Regions from separate parts of the Mus musculus genome. Here all the other regions are linked to region 2. The links are chromatin contacts, called in public HiChIP or PLAC-seq maps. All regions are on one chromosome and are shown on one strand. The core of a region is the stretch at or near the end of the contact, and the rest is flanking DNA. Distances in the headings are between cores, read along the strand shown.

What was found. HiChIP or PLAC-seq counts read pairs in DNA pulled down with a chosen protein or histone mark.
Region 1: a contact with region 2 is called in an H3K4me3 HiChIP or PLAC-seq map of stem cell-derived neural progenitor cells, with 30 read pairs. The contact joins the enhancer-like site here to the promoter of Chst8 in region 2. A contact is called at or near these places in 11 of 39 promoter capture datasets (the 3T3-L1 cell line, the C10 cell line, cranial neural crest and 5 more), 3 of 15 datasets of contacts at CTCF or cohesin (embryonic stem cells, pro-B cells and stem cell-derived epiblast-like cells), 10 of 484 Hi-C or Micro-C datasets (the G1E-ER4 cell line, the HPC-7 cell line, brown adipocytes and 3 more), 10 of 115 datasets of contacts at active chromatin or transcription factors (embryonic forebrain, embryonic hindbrain, embryonic midbrain and 5 more) and 2 of 9 other capture datasets (embryonic stem cells and pancreatic islet).
Region 3: an H3K4me3 HiChIP or PLAC-seq map of embryonic stem cells shows a contact between it and region 2, with 3 times the contacts expected there. The contact joins the enhancer-like site here to the promoter of Chst8 in region 2. A contact is called at or near these places in 8 of 39 promoter capture datasets (the 3T3-L1 cell line, cranial neural crest, embryonic stem cells and 4 more), 3 of 484 Hi-C or Micro-C datasets (cerebral cortex, myocytes and nephron progenitors) and 17 of 115 datasets of contacts at active chromatin or transcription factors (bone marrow-derived dendritic cells, craniofacial prominence, embryonic forebrain and 7 more).

Annotation. Positions count from the first base shown.
Region 1 is chr7:35,033,747-35,037,566 of GRCm38.p6, forward strand. The region is part of intron 12 of Pepd (peptidase D); the gene reads left to right. Among named protein-coding and RNA genes, the nearest start is that of Gm35484, 6.4 kb to the left of the region's middle. Within about 2 kb of position 1,660, at least 92 of the 459 cell types and tissues checked have an H3K27ac peak or open chromatin away from gene starts, as enhancers often do. A contact at or near this core is called in brown adipocytes, cerebral cortex, neural progenitor cells and 1 more, where this site is marked.
Region 2 is chr7:34,811,278-34,815,206 of GRCm38.p6, forward strand. It overlaps Chst8 (carbohydrate sulfotransferase 8), which reads right to left and starts at 1,434. Exons shown (of 4, transcript NM_175140.4): 1 at 1,069-1,434. Gm38987 (a long non-coding RNA gene) reads left to right here and starts at 1,431. Exons shown (of 3, transcript XR_881950.3): 1 at 1,431-1,899.
Region 3 is chr7:34,971,313-34,974,967 of GRCm38.p6, forward strand. It overlaps Pepd (peptidase D), which reads left to right. Exons shown (of 15, transcript NM_008820.2): 9 at 345-391. Among named protein-coding and RNA genes, the nearest start is that of Gm35534, 17 kb to the right of the region's middle. Within about 2 kb of position 1,844, at least 39 of the 459 cell types and tissues checked have an H3K27ac peak or open chromatin away from gene starts, as enhancers often do. A contact at or near this core is called in embryonic limb bud, embryonic stem cells and pancreatic cancer cells, where this site is marked.

The DNA of each region.
Region 1 (3,820 bases), core at 410-2,909, 220 kb after region 2:
CTGGCTCACCTGGGGTGCTGCAGGACACGGCAACTCAAAAAGCAACCTTGTCTCTGCAAATCAGATAGGGCAATGCTGTGGCCCTCACAGCCCCTTGACTCAGAACAGTCCAAGAACCTGGGTTCTCATTTGTAGTAAGACCTATGAGCGAGCCCTGGAGGAACTGGGAGCTGGAGAGGCTTTTTCAAACTATGTCCCTTTTAAAACTGAAGTCAAGTGACAGCTACCTAAGGGGCCCAGAGCCTCCTATCTTTATATCACAGGTAAGCATTTTTGCTCGTTTTGTTCACTGTTTAAGTGATCAGTATTTCAGAGGTATAGTTTGGGCTGGGAAGGTGGGGTGGAATGTTATCTTCCATGATGTGGAACTTGACACTCCACCACGGGCTGGGCCATCTCCCCACTGAGGATCCTCACTGGCCACAGTCCCTGGAGTGAGTGCTGCGGTCTCTGCCATCCAGTGTCTGTGAGACCAACCTCAAGCTACTCTCTGCAGATGACTATGTCATTACATGGGTTGAGCTGGCAGTTGCTCTGTCACATCAGGTACTATCTTCAAACCCCTGCAGGCAGCAGGGAAATGCCAGAGTTGGGCCAGAAAAGGCTGTTCCCACTAGTCAGAGCAGAGCCTGCTGTTGAACAGTCCCAAGGCAAACCTGAGCCCAGCCACCCTCATGTCATGGTGATAAAGCAGTGGTCACCATGGGAGCATGGAGCTTCAGACCCCACCTCCACACAGGAAGGAAAGGCACAGAATTGTCTGCCATGTGCCACAGTGGAGGCTGGAGGAGGAGCTAGGCCTCCGGAGTATGGACACAAGGGGGGCAAATTGGAGAGAGGAATCCTGCTTGTCCACTCAGCAATGTGTCTCCATCTGTTAATCCAGGAACACCATGCTTCCATCCCTCTAAGCTACTGAGTCTTGGTTACTGCAAAGCCTACTAGCACTGGCCATCACCACCAGTTAGTAGCTTGGCCAGCTCAACCTACTCCAGTTGTACAGAAAGTGGCCTGGCTCACAAAGACAGGCCCCACTTGCACTCAGAGAAGCCTTTGGCTGGATACCTACACCCACTTGGTCACATTTTCTCGCTATGCAGACTACTTGGGGCAGTCACTAGTCTACATCATCCAGACTCAGCTCCTATGGACCACATGAGGCAGAGCCACCCTAAAGACCCACTCTTGTCAATGCTGGGCTATTGTAGACACAGACCTGGCCTAGGGGAGTTCATGCTGGTGGCCTGAAGATTCCTTGTGGGAAGGTAGAACAGAGTCCCCAGCTGTTCCCACAGATTATGACACACTGAGGGTCTACAAGGGCTAAGCTAGACTTTTGTCTGGACACACAGTATAGGCCTGGCCTGCAGGGCTCAATGTCCTGTGTTCACAGAAAGCTGCTCAGCAGATGGGGACAGATCGCCTCACCATAGTGATGAATTGGCAGTGGCTAAGTCAGCCCCCTGCCCATCTCAGTGGAATTGCCCCTGGTTTGTGGGTTCAGCTCCTGAGCCAAGACAAACGCCCTGCTGAGACTGCCCGGCTGCTTCCTGAGACCTTCCAAGGATGAATAAATAAAGACAGGCAGGAAATCACACAACGACGCCCAGGGGAAAGGCAGGAACGAGAATGATCAGATCACACATGGGCCAGCAGCTGCAGCCCCTGGGGGTTGAAGAATGCAGGCCTTGGCTCCTTGTCCTGAGCCAGGAGGAGGAGCAGGCTCTGTCACTTAGAGAGTAAGGGTGGGGTGAGCTTCACCAGGATGTCACTGGAGAGTCTGCAGGAGTGTTGGCAGGGTGGGCAGGCCACTCCAGCACCTGGGAGAACACTATTCATCCTGGCTGGGTAGAGTCCAAGTTCTAAGTGATTCTGGTGTCTTCAGGGCCAGCAGCCCATGCTGCTGCAGTGCAGACTGGCATGAGCCACTATACCCAGCTAGGTCTTGAAGTTTCAGTCCTTCTATCAAGCATTGGGGCAGGCACGTCCCAGGATCCACCGTTTCTCCTTATCTTGTGTAGCCACAATCTGCCCCACACAACACCCCGATTGAGCTGCTGTTGCTGAAAGCTGCTGTGGTCGTGTGTGTGTGTGTGTGTGTGTGTGTGTGTGTGTGTGTGTGTGTAGGATAGCATGAGGCTGAGAGGAATGTAGGTGATATGCAGGTGAAGTAGAGAGAGACACAGGGTAGTGTCCACAACAGCTGACTCCATGTCTTCTGTTGACCAGTGTATGGAGAGAGGGGCTGGCTCCCTCCTACCTGGACAGGCAAGTAGGGCAAGTGGTTACATCTCCTGTTGTCCCTTGTCCTTAGAGATGATGAAGAATATGGAGGTTGTGTCATTAGTGGTACAGAGACCTCATGTTACTCTATGGTGCCCTTTGCAGGAGCCAGACCCAGAAGGGCCACCTGAGGTCCACTGTCCACCACTCATACTGGTTACAGGATGGAAGGCCTGCTCCCTGCTCTCTTTGCCTAGCTCCAAATACTTGCATGTGTGCTCTCAGACTGTAGAGGCAAGAGCTTCAGGAAGTATGCATACAACAGCTCCCAGCCCCGCCTCTGCTTCATCAGCAGCATCAAGGCGCCTGCAGCCTGGACACATGCTGCTTCCTGCCCCTCTAAAGGGTGAATGAGTCCCCAAGGTCCTGAAGTAGACACTGCAGGGTGGGCTGGGCTAGAGGCCCTGGGCCTGATGCCAGCTTGGCCTGCCATGCGGCTAGCTCACTGTAGCTCCCAAGGCCTGCCCTGAGACCTGGGCTTTATGCCTTTGCTCCCACACCCCACAGGCCTGGCTCCCACATCAACTATCCCGTGAGGGCCATTGTCCACATATGAAGTGAGCTCTTTGTCTGACCAAGTAGCCTGGGGGCAGGCGAAGGGGATCTGCTGCCTTCCTGGCTTGGCTTAGGATCCCCCCCAGGGCTGTCACACTCTGGGCAGGAAGCCTGGGGCTTTGATGGATGCTGCTGAAACTCTTAGAGGCTTCCCTGGCTCCAGCAGCAGGCTCCAGGCCCATTGGAGTGCTAGTAAGGGAAGCCAGGTGGAGCAGGGGGCCAGCAGAAACCCATCCTGGAGCCTGGGCACAGAAACCATCACTTCTCTGGGCTCTCGTCATTATTAGGTGGTGTGGTGCTAACCACTAGGATACTCTTCCCATCCTGATACTCTGATCTTAAGAGTGGGATGCAGGTTACTTATAAATCCAGGAGTATGTATTTCCAGTTGATGACAAGCCATGGGGAAGGCTAGTGCTTTGCTTACTCTTCATACTTAGCAAGTGCCAGGCACAGAGCAAGGCTAGAACCCCACCCACTCAGGACCAGGCTTTGCTGCCCTGCTGGGCTATCAAGGATTGGCTTTGGAAGTCCAGGAAGGGCCGATCAGAAGGGACTTCCTGGAGAAAGTCTCTCTACCAGAGGCCCAAGATGAGGAATAGGAGCTTGAAAAGACATCTTAGCCACTGGGCCTGCAGGTGGGAAGCACACACAAAGATAGGTGAGACCAAGGAGTAGCATGGCCCACCACTTTCCCCATGCCTCTGAGCAATACCCAGGGAATCTGCTGTTTCTAGAAAGCCAGGGTGAGATTTAGCAGCACTAATGCGATGAGGTAGGAGAGCTAGGCAGCATTCCCCATCCATAAAGAGTACTATAATGTCTACAGTGGGTCTGTTAGAATCCAGGGATGCCTCCCAGCTCTGGACCTGGGCCTTCAAGGTGCCTGTAAGCTGCAAAGGTGGAAGGAGCCCAGGAGTGGTTTGTGCCTAGCCGCAGTCTTGCCCGAGGAAGGCAACCTTCACACACTTCAGGGGCCCCG
Region 2 (3,929 bases), core at 184-2,683:
AGAGCCCAGAAGCCTGTTCCCCTTAGAACCAATCACGCTTAGGGTCCTGCTGGGAGGCGGCTTAGAGATGCATCTCCGGTGATGCCGAAATGGCTGCAGGACAGACTGTTCCAAGATCCAACCGGTATGTCCGAAATCCAGGGCACAGTTCCCCGACTGTTACAACCCCAGGTGAGGGCCGAAGGGCCCAGAGACAAGATATACAACTAAAGTTAGGGTTTGGAGTACTGCGCGGGAAATAGAGAGAGGTCACTTGATGCCCAAGCGCCACCTCTGACCCTGCCCAAACCAGAGAACGTACATTCTCCTGGCCAGGCCATAGTATGAGCAAAACAGCCCCACGCAGCAGCTGAAGTTGCAACAGCCGCTAGCTAGGGCTGAGCTCGGTCCCGCTGTAAAGCAGATCATTTCACCATCCCCTACCCTCAGCCGCCTGAGGCTCCGACTCCCGCACTCGGGGACACACGCATACACACACCTCCTTGCGATCGCTGACGCACGCACACTCGCCGGGAGCACAAAACAGGCCGGGGCCCTAGAGAGTTGAGGGGTGGAGATGCGCGCGATGGAGCGCGGGGACACCTTGCGTCTCCTGGTAGGGAGCCAAGGTCGCTTGTAACTTCCCCTTTCGCCCTACGCACCCCAACTGGCCTCTAAGTCCCAGTTCCAAGCGCACACCAAAGCCTCGGCGCTCTGGACGCTCCAGCCCGGCCCTCGAGCACTCGTCGCTCAGCGCCCAAAGCAGCTTACACGCACCCAGCATCCAGGGTTAAGAAGAGGAGCGAAGGGTCCTGGAGGCGAGCCCTAGGAGAGAGAGGCAGTTCCCAGGCGCGGAGAAAACCAAGAATCCAAAGTCTAATTAAAGTTCCCACTCACGGGGGCTGGTCCCCAAAGTATCGCCAGACCCAAGCACCGCATGCCCCAACAGCACCTGCAGCTTAGGACTCTGAACCACGTCTAGTGGCGGGGTTTGCGCTCAGAACAGTCCCGGCATCATCCTGGGATTTCCAGGGACAACCCTTCGGGTGAACTATCAACATAGAGAGGGAACAGGGCGCAGCCACTTACCTGGCACAGCCAGCGCTCTCCAGGCCACGGGTTCCTCCAGTCCGGCGGGGTTCTCGGCGGCGGGAGAATCTTCCCTCCGGAGCTCTTGGGAAGCAAGAAGGATCTCCGCCCCAGTTCGGGCCAGGCTGCGTCTTTTTCCCGGTGTAGTCCAAGGTGCGGGGAGTGGGCGATCGGCGTAGAGTCGGCGACCGGAGCGCGCGGGAGAGGTTGCGGCGGCGTGCTCCTATTGGATCTTCTGCACCGGGTGCGTCCCCCTGTCTCTGCCGCCACCGCCCGGTCCTGTCTCTTCCCCGCGGTGCCACCGGATCCGGCTCACGCGCCGGGAAGGCTCCCAGCGAAGTGCGAGCGAAGCCTCCGGCAAGGCTGGAAATAGCGCCGCGCCCGCCCGGCGCCCCGCCCCCAGTCCGGGCCCCGCCCCACGGTGGAAAGAGGCGATCCCGGTGGCAGGGCAGAGATGGGGGAAATCTCTTCCCCGATCGCTCAGCCCTCTCGGGAGCTCACGGGCGCCACGCCCACGCGCGCTCTGCGGCTTCAGCAGCCCCACTGGCCGCGCGCTCTGTGGGAGCTGCCGCTGGGCGCGGTCGGGAGGCAGCGGGGGGGTGGGGCGGTATTGGCGCGGGCTGCGCCCAGCTCGGGGATCCCCGAGTGCTGGACTCTGGTCTGCCGCTTGACTCCACTCCGCAGCTTCTTAGCTGCCACTGCCCCAGTGGCGACACTGAGTAACCCTGCGCTGACCTAGGGAAAAAGAGAAGGCGCTAGCAAGCAGGGTCTTGGACCCAAAGCTGAGCGGCCGCGGGGCTTGCAAAGGAATTGGTGCGCAGAAAAATTCAGGTAGGTTCCCAGACTACAGTACGCGTGGAATTTGGACAAGGCCTGTCTCTTGTTGGCACTCACCACTAAATTTCTGGGTCTCAGTTAACCACAAGTGCCCAGTGAGCCGGATTCTCACTTAAGAACTTCATCCTTAAGCGTCGGTCTGGCACCAGCTTGAGGGCTGAAGCAAGCAACCTCTCCCCTCCCTCCAAACCCAGAATAAATGAGTGGGGAAACCTCCTACCCACAGCCACACAGTACAAGTGTAGAACCGGGACTCGGTTCCAGGGCTGTGGATTCAAATCTTGATTTTTCCAGAGAAGAGAAGCCCCGACCTGCAGGGGGCAATCAGACACTAGAAGGGAAGGCTGGGTGCGCATCTAGCAACCATTCTCAGCGGTGCCAACCAGTAAACAAGCCTGGTCTTGAAGGGACATACAGAATAAAATTAAACAAAACAAAACAAAACAAAACTGAAAAGAAGCTTCCAGTAAAACAGAGCGGTGGCTGTGGCCTCTCCCCTCCCTGAGTGGACTGGTTGGTTGGTTGATTGGTTGGTTGGTTGACCCAGCTCCATCCCAGATGGGTGATGAAGCTAAAGACTGAGGTGGATCTGTGGCCTTTGAGTGACCAGATAAGGGTGTGGCAGCCCTGATAAGGAGCAGAGATACTAACACTAGAGATGTGGAGGGCAAGGGAGCCTCTAACACTAGCAAGCTTGAAAGGCCTGAGTGGTAGTTGGGCTTCTTTAATGACTGCTGTGAACTCAGAGTATCCAAGGATCCTCTTCAGGGCAAGTGAGTTGGCAGTCAAGCATATGGTAGCCTTCCCTTCCATTGTTTTTGTTTTGTTTCTGTTTTTGAGATAGGTTCTCTCTGTGTAGCCCAGGCTAACCATGAACACATGATCTTCCTTTCTCAGCCTCCAAGTGCTTGGGTTACAGGCATGTAACACAACACCCAGCTACCTTTTATCCCTTTTTAGTTTTGCAACAATGAAGTATGTGCTACAAGATGCCACTAAGGTGCTACTGTCAACAATTCTGGGTGGGGGTGGGGGTGGGGTTGGTGGAGCTGGGGTTGGCCCAGGTATCCCGGTTTCAAAGTGGAATGCCAGAGAGCTCAAGATGGTCTGAGGCTCCGGCTGTGCTGTGACCTCTACAGCTCCTCTGGCTGTACAAGCTACTCGTGGGAAGGAAGGTGCAAGTATATGTCCCCTTAGTCAAGTTCAGTTGAACATAATGGATTTGAGGGACAGGAGTGGAGAGTCGGGAGGATTGGGGCAGTAAAAACCCCAAGCTATAGCCAAACACTGTCAGAGCAGAGTAGAAAAGATAGAAACAAAGAAGGGGATGGGTAAAAAGTTACCTGCCTTCCAGCCAGCTGGTCCCCGTGCCTTTGTGGCTCCTCCACCTCCAAAGGGCCACACCACCCAGAGTCCTGGCCGCAGCTCCACTGAGCAGTTACCAGTGTGGTTCACATCTGCAGCTAGGCCTGAGCTATCACAGGGATTTGGTCTCAGGAGCCTGATGGTCAAGAGAACCTCTTGAGCGGTGTGCACCCTTTGGAGGGTAAGTACACACACACACACACACACACACACACACACACACACACACACACACACACCTATTCATGTCGACCCTCATGCACATGTTTGTACACACTGGCCAGTGGGGAGATGATGGAAACCTCCATCCTCAGCCCAGTGTCTTTGGACAGCAAGTGCCTTCATAGAAGAAGTTTATACAGCTTTATTCCCTAGAGCCAGTCCACACAGGCTTCCCTAGGACTGGAAAGCACAGTCGGTCAGTCCGGCCATGGTAGCTGCCCTGTGTGTGGCAATCCTCCTGGGGAGGGTGGTTTTTCCATTAGCTTCTCCAACTGTACTTATTAGCACTTATTTGCATCTAATATCCAGGCAGATACTGAGAGGAATCAACACTGCTCCATGCCTTTGACACTCCCCGAATTTTTGGCTTTTTTTTCCTCACCCCTAGTTCCTTCTTATTTGCAGAGGCCCTTGGAGGAAATCCCCAGAGGAGACCT
Region 3 (3,655 bases), core at 594-3,093, 160 kb after region 2:
AATCAGGTAAAAGTAAGTAAATAAATAAGACCCTGCCTTAATATTCAGGATTCGCCAAACATCTTGATCAAATCTTCCGTCTTTAGGTTTCTGGCCACCTGCAAGCTATAGCATGGTGTTTATCGGCTTCCAAACCAAGGTGCTCCACAGTGGTCCACGTAAACTCTGTGGGTCTTGGAGCCATTGCAAAGGTCCAATTTGTCACTTTTCTGCACCACTGTGCACAGATCACCCCTCCTTTTTCCTTTAAAGAGGAGCTTTTGAAAAAGTGTTATACATTATTTATAAAGCCGTGTTACTTATCTGCTTAATACAAATGTCTTTGCTTAATGCCCGTCCTCTAGGTAATGAAGGCTGTAAAAGTGGGGATGAAGGAATACGAGATGGAAAGGTAAGCTGTGTGTCTCCGAGTAAAGATTAAAATGTAAAAAACCAGCAATTTATGTTCCCCAAGCAAGTAACAGATGAGGGGCTGGAGCAGAGCACACGCGATCAAGTGGGGACTATATGCAGCCTTGGGATCCTAGGCAGAGATTATGGTCCCTCTGGTGGCGGCCACCTCCCTGGCTCCTGGCAGTGTTTGATGGTAATGGGCCTTGATCACTTTCCAGGCTGGTTTAGTGTCCCATCATTCCACTCCTGGACTTTGTTTCTGCAATTTGTGGGGGGAACTTTACCCAATAGCCGCTATCGTACCTCCAAAAGCCACTAGTAAAACAGCTTGCCATTTTTATGTGTAAACAGCACCATTATGGCTGCTGTGCTCGGGCGACTGGGTCGAGAGATGGTTAAGTGGCTCATAAAGCTCCCTGGAGAGCCCCGTCTGACTCCAGCTCCAATTAGGCTTGCCACTCGCTGGTCGGCATGCCTGGGCGCTGCCTGGGGAAGCCCTGCTCTGCTCTATGACCCAGATCAGATCCCTCACCCTGTCCTGGGTCTCCCATCGGTGACTACCCCGTGGCCCCGAGATGGACTTGTCACCTTTCCCATCCCAGGTTCCCTCTCCTACCTGGGTTTGTATGTGCTTGACAACTGTTATCCCCTTTCCCATGCTGACAGCCCCAGACCCCTCTGGTGGCCATCAGGCCTGCCCTGTGTGAGGGAAAACTGATTCTTTTCTGCTGTGTCTTCCAAGGGCTCCTGTCCTTGGAAGGACCCAGGGAAGCTGGGACTACAGTGTGGTGATGTGACCAGAGTTGGACCTTTGAGGTGGGGCCTATTGAGAGGCCCCTGTGTCACTGGGAGTCCTGTACTCAAAGGTAGTTCTTAAGAAAGGATTGTAAAAAGAGCCAACCTGGCCACACCTGGATCACTAGCTTCTTAAGTGACCAAACCAGTGAGCCTCATCTTGAACTTTTAGCTTCCAAAATTATAAACTATGCAAACCTCTTTTCTTTTATAAAATAGCCAACCTTGGGTATTTTATTATAGCAGCAGAGAAAGGACTATTATGCTGTCCCAACCCTCATGGCCTTGCCTGCCACATCAGTGTGAAGAGCACACAGGTGGGGTCAGCAGTGGCCAGTGGGACACTAGTGTTTACTGTGGACTTGGAAATGGAGGCCTTTTTTCAGAGTTTAACCCTGAAAGGTGAGCTGAGTGCCTGGAGTCCTCTTCTTACCCTGAAGGACACGGAATTGTTAAGATGGCTTTCCTCAGCTGCTATGGTGTCCCAGGAGGGGGCATGTAACAACTGTCTATCAAAGCTGAGGGAGCCTCTGTCTTGCCAAGGACACTGGGGAAGGGCGTGCACAGCCTCTTTGATTGCAGTTTGCACAGCATTCCCCCTCCCACTCAAGGATCTGAGATGAGAAGCATCGGCTAGCCCAGGGTGGAAGGCGGAACTATGAGCCCCTCAGACTGGCACTGGCCCAGAAACCTGTTCCCAATTGAGTTGACTCATAGTGACCCATAACAGATGCCTCAAATAAAAATAACCAAGAAATCAGAGCAGGAATAGCATATCTCAGCATGGGGCCCCCACCACCTCTGCCTGTCAGTCAGCTGTACCCTGTGCTGTAGGGGGTTGGCTCTGGAAGTGACCCTGAGACACTCTTTCCTCAGCCCTGACCTTGTCCCTGACCCTGCTGCCGCCCCTAGGCAGGGCTACATGGGCTTTGGGTCTGTAGCAAGGAGTGCCTGAGTGTAATGGAGGGGTTTCATTTCTCAGAAATGTAAGGGAGTCCTATGGCGTAATGAACCCCGGGGTGCTCATCCACTGTTGTTTAGTTCTGTGTTTATGTTTTGGTTTGCTGGCGTATATGAACAGCCCAGACATCATGTCATTCCCCATGTAAATATTTCAGGAGACGTCTCTCAGTCAGTGAGATGTTTCCCTTTCTATAACTACCCTGCCATTATCCCGTCTAACCATACAAATAAATAATACAAGCAGCTTTCTGTACCTGAGCATCCTGCATCACAGATTCAGCCACCTGCCAACTGTGGCACAAACTTTTACTTAATTTGAGTCAGTAACCGAACATGCACAGGCCTTTCTTTGTCTTCCTGCAGGCTACACAATGTAATCACTGTGGACATTGTTTGGGTCTTATAGGTAACCTCCAGTTGGTTTGAAATGTTAGGGGAGGAGGTGTGGGTGCAAGCGGCTGGGGTGTCTGGGGATGCTGCTTGGTGTCCACAGGATCCTTAGAGTCAGTCCCCTTCTTCTGCCAAAGACTGACTGACCTCTCATATTTAGTCAGTTGGTTTAGTGTGTGTGTGTGTGGGGGGGGGGGGGGGAGCACGCATGCCTGAGCATGCCTGAGCATGCCTGTGGAGGTCAGAAGATTATCTCTTCTGACTCTTGAGTCCCCAAGGATCAAAACTCAGGTTGTCAGGCTTGGAGACAAGTGCTTTTCCCTGCTGAGCCATCTTGTCATTCCTCTCTTATGCATGTGTGCGTGTGTGTATGTGTGTGTGTGTGTGTGTGTGTGTGTGTGTGTGTGTGTGTTAGTTTATGTGTACCATGTGCATACAGGTGCCTGAGGAGGACAGTGGATCCCTGGAACAGGAGTTACAAGTAGTAACTCTACATGATGTGGCCCTGGAACCAAATCTGAAAGATCACTAAGTGCTTTTGACCCCTGAGCCCTCCCTCCAGTACCCTGACTATAATTTCTTAGTATTATCCTTTGCTTTGGTCTACACTGATGTAAAACTCTCTTTTCTTTTTGGATTCCTTGGCTGTGCATTACACTGGGCTGCTAGGTATCCTGGGGGGAGCTTGGTGCCTGGATCTCTGAGTTACGGACAGAGCAGTCTGAAGCTTTGCCAGCACGCTGCCAGGTGGACAGGTATAGGTATACAGAGGGTGTCAAGTGCGAAGATTTGGCATGAAGACCAGCTGGTTTTCTCATGTGTATCGTGCATGCCACATCCACCTGTGGCCCATGTGGACGGCTAGATGTGGACGGCTAGATTCTAGAGCAGTGATTCTCAGCCTGTGGATCTCAATCCCTTTGCGGTTGCATATCAGATATCCTGCATATCATATATTTACATTACAGTTCATAACAGCAGCACAGTTAGTTATGAAGTGGCAGTGGAATAGTTTTATAACCACAACATGAGGAACTGTATTAAAAGGTCACAGCATTAAGAAGATTAAGAACCACTACTATAGAGGGAAATAGTGTCTGTCTGTGGGCCTCAG